Regions from separate parts of the Mus musculus genome. Here region 2 is linked to region 1. The links are chromatin contacts, called in public Hi-C maps. All regions are on one chromosome and are shown on one strand. The core of a region is the stretch at or near the end of the contact, and the rest is flanking DNA. Distances in the headings are between cores, read along the strand shown. Region 1 holds the start of Ttc21b (tetratricopeptide repeat domain 21B). Region 2 holds the start of Cers6 (ceramide synthase 6).

Region 1 (5,132 bases), core at 2,184-4,683:
AGAGAGAGAGAGAGACTTTTTTAATTAAAAAAAGGTCTTTTTTTTTTTAAAGGAAAGATACACAGGTTCAGGCAACATCTCGGTTGGTAAAGTGTTTTCTGTCCTGTATGAGGACCTGAGTTGAAATCCCCAGCAGCCAGTAAAAAGCCAGGTGCAGTAGAATACATCTGAAACCTCGGGGACATGGATATCGCTGGAGCTTGGTAGCAAATCAGTAAAATCTCCAAGTTCAATAAGAGACTCGGTCTCAAAGAATAATGTGGAGACTGACTGAGCAAGACACCTAATGTTGATGTCTGCATGCTACATATACATTCATTCATATGCACTTATAATCATACACATAATACAAACACACACAACACATACAGAAAAGAGGAGAGAAAGAGACAGAGAGTGACAGAGAGAGAACAAAGAGGTTTTATTTGGGGGGGGGGGAGTACCAAACTTTTAAACTGTCTTCTAGATCTTAAAAACCAATAGAGACGGCATTTTTGGACACTTATCTGAGAGGCTGTGTATTACCAGAACATTCTTGCCCCCATGTTCAATTCATTCCTAAAATTCAACAAACTCTTGAGTCCCCTGGCCAAAACAGTCTCTGAATATTATCTATAATTTTATTTGCTAATGAATGATTTATTCTATAGCATCTTCCATATTCAGGGACAAATCTTTAAAATTTTTCCTGTACCTATAGTCTAGGGACATGTCTGTGGAATGAAGTTAATTTAGTTTTAGAAGTTCATACGTTTCTGGGAGCCCACAAGATGGTTCGGTAGGTAAGGGGCTTCCTGTGAAAATGGTGACCTGCATTTGATTCCTGTTACTTGCATAAAGAGAGAAGGTTGGAATACACTCCACATAGTTGTCCTCTGATCTCTTCCTGTGCACCAAGGCACATGCACAAATACACAATAATAAAATTTTGCTGTTCCCCATCCTTGTATAGAAATTGTGACATTATGTATTCCCTTCCTATTGATATGCAAAGACTTTTATACACACACCACCTCAGGCAAGATAAAGGACAAGCATATTGATGTGTGTGCCCAGCAAAATAATCTTAAGATGGAGAACCTTTGCTCAATATATAGGGCTAATATTACACTTAAACAAAAATGCTGGTTCTCCAGGTGCGATCCTCAGACAGGAAGCCTCAGCAGTACTTGGGAAAGTGTTATAAGCACATGCTTTGCCTACGTGGCTATGCCCACTAACTCAGAGTCCCATCAGCACCTCATCAAGCCCCTTCCACATTGTATACCCTAAGTGATTGTCACATGAACCCGAGCTTGACAGATATTGCAGATAAAGCCTTCTTTGTCTTTCCCGTAGGACAACAATGTCCTCCAGGGACCAAAAACATATACACAATTTTAAGTAAATATATTTGTACATTGTATTTTAAATGATGTACAAATCAGTAGACAATAGTCACTATGCTTGTGAATGGGCATAAATTTCTGTGTTAAAATTAATGTATATACGAGAAATGTACTTTTAAAATGTGTATACAAGAAGTGTATATAAGAAGAAATTTTCTTTTTCTTTTTGTTAGAGGTTTACTTATTTTATTTATATGAGTACAGTGTAGCTGTCTTCAGACACACACCTGAAAAGGGCATCAGATCCCATTACAGATGGTTGTGAGCCACCATGTGGTGGCTGGGAATTGAACTCAGGACCTCTGGAAGAACAGTCAGTCAGGGCTCATAACCGCTGAGCTATCTCTCCAGCCCCCAATTTTTTTCTTCTTAATTTAATTAAATTTATGACTAATCACCAGTCCCATTTATCTAACAAGAACATTTTGTTCTTTTAAAGATGGTGTGTCTTTCCAGTTGTCTATCTTGAACTCATGGGCTCAAGTGCCCATTCTGCCATGGTTTCCTCTGTAATTGGGACTAAAGATGTGTACCCCTGGCTCTCAACACTAATTCTCACTCAGTATCATAAGGCCCTTTCTGTCCCAAGACTCCACTGAAACTCAAAAGGCTTATATGATGCTCAAAAATGTGGAAACTGGTGGTTTTCACTGGGATACAGTGCGATATTTCAGTGCACACATACAAAGAGCAGGGGTCACATTGGAATAATTAGCATCCCCACTGCTTTGTCATGACCTTAAGTACCTCTCTTCTTGATAAGATAGAATTCTAGAACTGTCTACATCATTCTGCCTGTTTTTTTTTAATTGAAATGGATTCTTCTCTCATCCCAACCACAGTTCCCCCACCCCACTCTTCCTAGCTTTTCACCACATCCGCTTCTCCATTCCTTTAGATCCATTCCCCCTCCCTCTCCTCTTCAGAAAGAAGTAGGCTTCTAAGAGATGACAGCCAAACAGGACCAAAATACAGTAAGACAAGGTAAAAGATCTCATACGGAGGATGGAGAAAGCAACCCGATTGAAGGAAGAGTCCTAAGAGCAGGCAGGAGGCCCACTAAAACATCAGTATAACGGCCACAGCTGCCTGCAGTCCTTTAAAGAATACAAGCAGAAACAAATTAGTGTGTCTAGATGCCCCTCTCAGTCAGCTTGCTGGATCTCATGATAAATACACTGGTGAAGATCTTCTAAGGAAGGCTGCCAGGAAGCAAACAGAAAAGCAAAAAGAAAAGCAAACAGCAAGTCCATGGTCCCAATGTCTTCTTCAAGGTCACGTGAGAATCTTCTAAAGTCCTTTCATTTGGCCTCATCTATCAAAGGTTCCACCACTCCCAACAGCACACGGGCTGGGGAACATTCAGCACGTGTGTCTTTGAGGGACAGTTTAGATCCAAACTACAGCAAACACTTAAGAAATAGAAATCTAAAAGAGGTAACCACATATTTTTAAATAAGACTTTGGGGGTGGAAATCTGGCGGAGCAGTTTAATAAGCACTCGAATAGCAAAATTACAGCAGCGCCTGAAAAGATTTAGAACAAGCCCAAGCCAGGCTTCAAGGTTTTTGCCGAACTGTGATTTTTCTGCGCCACCTTGTGGCCCAGACACGATTACTACACGTGTCAGGTAAATCATTTTCCCTGGTCAAGTACTAAGCCGCATTGCGCAAATCGGCTTCCACAAAAAATGCTGAGAAAATGGAGTCGGCCTTTGTTTGCAGGGATGAAAAGCGGCATGGCTCTCCCTCCTATTTGCTGCTTCATCATCTTTATTCTTTAATCTCATATCTCTTGCTCCACCCAATCCCTCCTCCTCGCGCCGTTTCCAGGCTGGACCTCCCTCCTCTAGCCCCACAACTCGGCAGCACTCAATGCTCAGCGGATTCCAGCCCCAGTCGCCCTCGCGGTCCTCCCTCGGGGTTCCCTCCTCGCCTGCTCCGGTGGCCCCCTCCTTCCTAGTCCTACAACTAAGCTCCGCCCCCTCACGCCGACAACCAATGGAGATCGGGCCACGCCCCTCGTGCTGCACGCCGCGTCCCTTAGGGTTTGAGGGCCCGGGAAGTGGGTCTGAACCCCTAACCCTGCGGCGGGCAGCGGTGGGCACCCTCCGGGTAGCCGGCGGCCATGGACTCCCAGGGGCTGAAGGTGAGCGGGCGGCGCGGGGCGTGGGCAGGGCGAGTGGACTGCGAGGTACAGGGTGGCTCGGGCAGCTGATGGTGAGAGCCTGCGGCCTTGGCGGAGATGCTGCGCCCCCCGCCGGGATGATCCCGAGGGCTCAACCACTGCCTTGCGGTTAACGGCCAGCCCCCAGCCTCCTGCTTATGTTGGCTTTGGACTTCTCCTGGGAAAGCCTGCTTAGTCTCCAAGTGTGATTTCTAGGGACTTAGCGAGCTAATGTCCTCTACCCGGCACTCACCTTTGCAAGCGGTTAACGAAAGTCCTTTAAAAGGAGGAGTATTATAGATTATGAAAATGGTCTTCCCATAGTTGCACTCAGCATATATTTCAGAAATGGTGAAAAACAAGGACAAGGTTTGGAAGCCTTTCGCGATCATTCCCCTCCCCTCCCCTCGCATCCCCTCCCCTCCCCTCTGTCCACTTTGGGACCTGTTCAGTATTTGTGGAGCGCTTTTTCTTGGGTGACTCCCGGAAGTTGGAGCTAGCTGAACAGACTCCTGGACATGAGATTTACTCATTCAAAAATCCAACACTGGAAAAAGTTCTTAGTACATTTAGCAAGCATTGGTTGACTGCCTTCTGTGTGTTTTGCACTATTTTCTAAGTACTTGCAATACTGCAGTAAAGGTGCTTAGTCTTGCAACTTTCACTTGATTTATGAGGGCTGACCCCACAAGCTATTAAACACATGAATGTCATGAGAACTACTGATTATATTCAGAGGACAGTGGGTGCTGACAGTTAGGGAAGACCGAAAGGTTTGGCTTTTTTTTTTTTTTTTTAATGAATTTCTACATTACCTTTTCAAGTTTTTCCTCCAACTCTTTTACATGTTTTATCCCTCATTTTATCCAAATGAGTTCTGCACTAAAACCACTTTAGTGATAAAACCATTATTAAACTTCTCATCACTTAGCACAGGAGCGAGTCGTGTCCTAAAACTGAGGCTGCTGACCTTGGCTTCTTCCCTTTCCAGTTTGATCAGTGCAATATTCTATCTAGAACAAGGTTCTTGAACAAGGAGTGGCAAGCACCGTCTACAAAATGCCAGATGGTACCTACTTTAGTATCTCTGTCCATCTGCAGTGACGTTGGTAAGCAGCTGTGGATGTACCTAAATGAAGGAGCATCCTCATATGCCAGTACATCTTCATGAGCTCTAACGTTTGTCTATGAAAGGTTTTCCCTGGCCCTTCTTCTCCAACTATTTTTAGCTCACTACCCATACAAAACCAAGTGGGAAGAAAGCCAGACATATCTTGGACCTACCTTCCCTTTGGACCTATCACTCTGGTTTCCTACCCTATTGTAGAATAAGGGCTGGCTTTTAGCCCCGCCCATCACCACACCCAACCCAGGTACCACACTCTTATCTCCATATTGCTCTTCCTCTGCGTTTTACAGCCCTGGGCCTTTCTCAGAAATATTCCAAGAGAAATACGGTGTTATATGTGGAGGAGATGGAGTAATGTGTTTATAATTGAAGAATCGGCTCTAGCATCCTCTGCAGGAGTGGGTTCCCTGGTCACCCACAGTTACCAAGCTGAGTACAGTATTCTGTAT
Region 2 (4,937 bases), core at 882-3,381, 2.6 Mb before region 1:
CCTTCAGTCTGATATTACATCAGTGGAATGTGTGCGCGCGTGTAAGACAAAGAAAGCCAAGCACAAACCAAGCTATCTTCAATATTTTCCAACCTACTGAAGAGCCCAGAAGCAGACCGAGAGAGAATTCTGAGGAAATGTAGCATTCACATATGGTTCATGAGCTGCCTTGATTTTTGTTCTACAAAATTGACAACTAGATATTTCCTTTAAAGTGGGTACCCAAAAGTGAATCCAGACAGATTTCATTGGGTGTCATCCAGCAACTATGTATGGAGCCCCCCCCCCCCAAACTGTGCCTGCACAGGCAACAGCCTGCTATTATCCCTAAAAGTCAGCTTGTCTTTGCAGAAATGGCAAGGTTAGACTCGAGTTCCTATTTTCTGTAGGTAAATACTTGCAGCCTTCAAACACACCAGCTTTGTCACAGTGAGACTAGGCGCTGGATCAATGACATATCCGCACTGGAATCCAATCCTTTTAAAATAGAGGCTGTCCCTTTGTGCGAGTCAATTTCAGCATGGCAACAGCTGACTTACTTCATAATCAACAACACTGCCCATTGAAAACTACACCTTCCTTAGCACAAAACATACTTTTTTAGTTCCCAGGAAGCTTAGCTGCTATTTCAGGCAACAAAAGACACAAAAGATACATTCTGACATTCTCAATAATGGATTTAGGCAAACCAACAGTAAACAAGATAGCAGCAGCCTGAGCAACAGCCAAGGTGAGCTGGAGGCAGGGAAGGGAGGTTAGAGTAGAAATGGATATTTGTGATCTAAGAAATCAGCCTTCGCTGATGAATGGAGGTGGGAGGAGGAAAGAGGAAGGCGATTTTTTTTTCAGTTAAAAGAAAGAAGTGTGCGGTGCTGATTTTGTTTCACGAGTAAGTGTTGAATGCACAGCAGGCAAGATCTAGTTCTGTGACTTAAGGCTGACTCAGTGAGAGTAGCACAAGTTTGTGTGCAGTTACAATGGCGAGATCTAACCAAATCGAGGACTCATACCAAAAATTATGAGACAATTCTTTTAACGTTTCAAGTGTCTTCCGGTACCAGCAAGACGCTTATGATTAGTCACGGGGTCCTACTATCGATTCAAATGACTATTTCGAGGGGCACCGGTCCTGTTCTGCCCTCTTTTAAAGAAACCAGTAGCGATCCGGAGTGCTGTCGTCACCTATTTCCCAGGACCCAGGGCCTAAAACTCCGTGTCACGGATGGAAGCCAGGGAGCAAGCTAAAGCCAAAGGTCCGAGCAAATTCTTCTGCAGCGCGGCCCGCGTGCGTGCAAGAGTGGAAGGGCTGGAAGTGTGTGCGCTCCTCCTCCCTCCGGGCCGCGCGTCCCCATCGTTCCAGGCTGTCAGGTGGGTGGCGGCGAGCCTCGGAGGAGAAGCCCAATCTGGAAGCGCCTAGTGCCGGCTCGGAGGGAGCCGGCCGAGCCCTCGGCGCAGCGGTTCCCCGCGGCCAGCCTCCGCTCACCTTTGTTCGCCGACCCTCTCTAGGAGGAGGAAGCCGGGAAAGGAGGAGCGCGGGCGGTGACCAAGCGCCCTGCCGCCCCTTCGTGGCGCCCCGGAGGAAATCCGCGGTCGAGTTGGACCCTCTCTAGCTCCCTAGAAGTCAGCCTGGCCGAGGGATCGGGACCCCACAGAGAACACAAAGGTTGGGAGGTGTGAGCCCAAGCGCGGGGGCGTGCGCCACGGAGCAGGCGAGTGTGCACGCGTGTGCGTGTGTGCGGGAGAGCAGGCACTTCGGCCCTTCTTACCTCTCGAAGATGAGCCGCACCATGAAGATGCAGAAGGCCAAGGGGAAGGCAAGGTAGAGGTCCTCCGCCTGCGGAAAGGTGGCTTCCTCCGTGTTCTTCAGGTCTGCCCAGGTGACATTGTGCGGAAGCCAAAACCGCTCGTTCCAGAACCAGGCTAAGATCCCTGCCATCTTGCTTTGTCCACTCCGGTGTCGCTGCTCCCGCGCTCCTCCGAGCTCTCTGCAGCTCAGGGCACTGGGGATGCGCGCTGGGTTGGCCGGGAGCCTTTGCCGCTGCCGCTCCGCCTGCCGCCGCCTCCTCTGTGGCCGCTGCACTCTCAGGCTCCGCGATCCGCTCCACTCCTCCCTCTGGCCGCGCTGGGAAAAGGGCCGCCTCGCCTGTCACGTGGCAGCCTGGCCGCACGCCCTGATTGGCTAGTGTTCCCGTCAAGCACCGAGGCACACGCGGCCGGCTCGCCCACGCCCTGGGAGCTGCGGGCCGCGCTCTGGCTCTGGACCCGCACCTGGAGCGCGTCCCGCACCTCTGTCCCAGCCCCAAGTTGGGTCGCACCTGGTTAGAACGCCAGCTCCTGCCCCACTGGAGTGTCTGCGCTCTTGTCCTCTTCCTGAGCGCAGGGAGGCGAAAAGGAGCCTGGCAGGGGCCGAGCTTCCAGAGAGAGCCCTGCGCTGAAAAAGAACCCCAGAAGAAGAAGTAGGGGGCGCAAAGGCGAAGGAGGAAGGAGTGGGAGGGGAAGGATCATCCTCTCCAGTGCTAAAAGAAAATCAGGAACTGGGGCTGGATGATTTGGCAAGAGACTTCTGCCTCCGACCCGCACCTCACCCCCCTCCTTGACCTTCCTGGCACGTTTTACACTACTGCTTCCCCTTGAGCTGGGTCCCCCAAGGAACAAGGCTCCTAATTTTGATTTATGAAGTAGCACAAGAAATTAGGCATTTATGATTGATTAATGAATTGCTTGATGATGGTGTCTAATGGTGATAGCAGCTAGTAACGGCAGCATTATGGGGAACTGCGCCAGTAACCTCTGAAAATACTGTGGGAACCACATTTTGACTTGGTAGATAATGGGGGCAGGAGTATTTATTCCTCCTCTCCCTGCCTTTAAACCAAACTCTCAAGGCCTCCTGATTCTCACCTCCTGTTCTTTATTGAACTTCCATTCATGCCTTCCCCACCCAATGAAGTCACTCAAGGTCAGCTGTGATTGCAAAGGTCAGTTCCTGCCTTAATTCAGGCTGTTTGTTTTGACATATGGCTCAATCAATGAAAATGCGTTCCTCATACTTGCAGAGGCAAAGTCCAAAGCCAAAGTTCTAGGCAATCTAAGGGGTGGCAAAGACACCCTTCCTGGACTCTTCCTGACAGGTGATTGTCTTCGCAGAGAATTTCTTGTTGCAGAGACAGAGAGACTGCACCCGTGTGTCATCTGACTAGGGCTCCAACCAAGGTTTCATCCTCATAAGTTAATTACATCCCAAGATTTCATTCTCATAAACTAATTACATCCCAAGGGCTTAGCCTCCAAATGCCAGTGCACTGAATTTGGGGAGAACACATTCAGTCCCTAGCAGTTCTCTTTGGATGGTCGATGACTACTCTCTCCTCCAGACCTGTCCTTCCTGTGGTCACGGCTCAGTCCAAAAGGAAGCAGCCACTTTCCTCTTGCTTGCATACTTCCTTTCTAACATCACAAATTCATCCAAGTCATTTTATAAACCATTACCTTACACCCTCCACTACCTGTTTGGCTACCAGCTGATCTAAACTGCCGTACCATTTCACATCTGAGCAGTCCCCATCACCACTCAAACCCCAGTTCTGCCTGTGTCCCATTACTGTCCTCTCTTGGCCATAGTGCTCAGGTTGAAATGTTTGTCCCACAATTCCAGTACTTAAACCTGCTTTAGCTCTGTTCTCCCCCAAGCAGAAGTCAAAGCCATTATGTCTTAAGACATTTGGTTCCTTATTATCTCTCTGATCTCGTGTGTTCTCTTCCCTCGGGGCTCCCTGCTCTTTACAAAACATACCTACCGTACCCACACAGTCTTTGTGTGTGTGTTTTCCTCTGTCCTTGAAACATCGTTCCTAAAATATCCTTTTTCTCTTCCCTTCATTTTACTCTGGATAGGGCCTTCCCTTTATCATTCAAGTTAATGTACAATTATTCCTCCCCAAAGCCATCACCACCATTAACACAACATACACCATTATTGGCACTTTGTCTCTAAAATGTAAGCCTCAAAAACTTTAAAAATATATATATACACATATATGTGTATGTATGTGTATATATACATGTATATGTGTATGTGTGTATATATGTGTGTAAATATATGTATATATACATATATACATATATATACATACACACACACATACACACACACACACACACACACGCATATATATATCAGCCAAGTGTGATCAGCACACGCCTTTAATCCCAGCACTCAGGAGGCAGGCAGATGAGTGTGTTTGAGGCCAGCCTGGTCTATAGATCAATGAGTTCCGGCTCAGCCAGATCTGCACAGAGAAACCCTGTCCTAAAAACAAAAACACAAAACAAAACTAAACAACAAAACAAACCAAAGAAACCCATATGTGTGTGTAGGGGATATAGATATATATATTTCATATATGTGGTATATATATACAACCATATCTATTTTATTAAACAGTGTAGCTTCAAATGTTAAAGAGCATTGCCTAGTACATAGTTAACAGGTTGAAAGTTTTGTCACACAATTCCAGTTTTTAAACCTGCTTCATCCCTGTTCTTCTGTACCTGGTACATAAACTGTTGACTTAATGAGTCAACATTACTCCTAAAATCATCGTCCCCAAAAGGAAACACTCTAGGTGGAGAGACCATTTGAGTAACTAAGTTCAGTGTCCCATGTTAGGTTCTTGGGAAGCACAAAGTTCATTTCTGGGTAGCAGAAAGGAGATGTCATGGACATGAATCTTCTTTGGAGAGGAGAGGTCACCGTCCCCAGGTCAGAACATGGGTAAGCAGCTTTGTAACTTGCCCCTTTTCCTGTTTCTCTGAAACTGCATTTCTACAGAGGAGAAAGCGATAAGAGGACAAAAGGCAAGGCTTCTCCCTCACCTGGCACCATTCTCGCTTTAGGGATACAGTAGGATTTAAAGAATATTATAGAAGATGGATTT

Evidence for each region. Hi-C and Micro-C count contacts between places; a contact is called where the count stands out from the background.
Region 2: a contact with region 1 is called in a Hi-C map of uterus, with 5 times the contacts expected there. The contact joins the promoter of Cers6 here to the promoter of Ttc21b in region 1. A contact is called at or near these places in 1 of 484 Hi-C or Micro-C datasets (uterus) and 1 of 115 datasets of contacts at active chromatin or transcription factors (astrocytes).

The regions. Positions count from the first base shown.
Region 1 is chr2:66,254,918-66,260,049 of GRCm38.p6, reverse strand. It overlaps Ttc21b (tetratricopeptide repeat domain 21B), which reads left to right and starts at 3,433. Exons shown (of 29, transcript NM_001047604.2): 1 at 3,433-3,536. The coding sequence starts at 3,516.
Region 2 is chr2:68,858,635-68,863,571 of GRCm38.p6, reverse strand. It overlaps Cers6 (ceramide synthase 6), which reads right to left and starts at 2,131. Exons shown (of 10, transcript NM_172856.4): 1 at 1,767-2,131. The coding sequence starts at 1,936.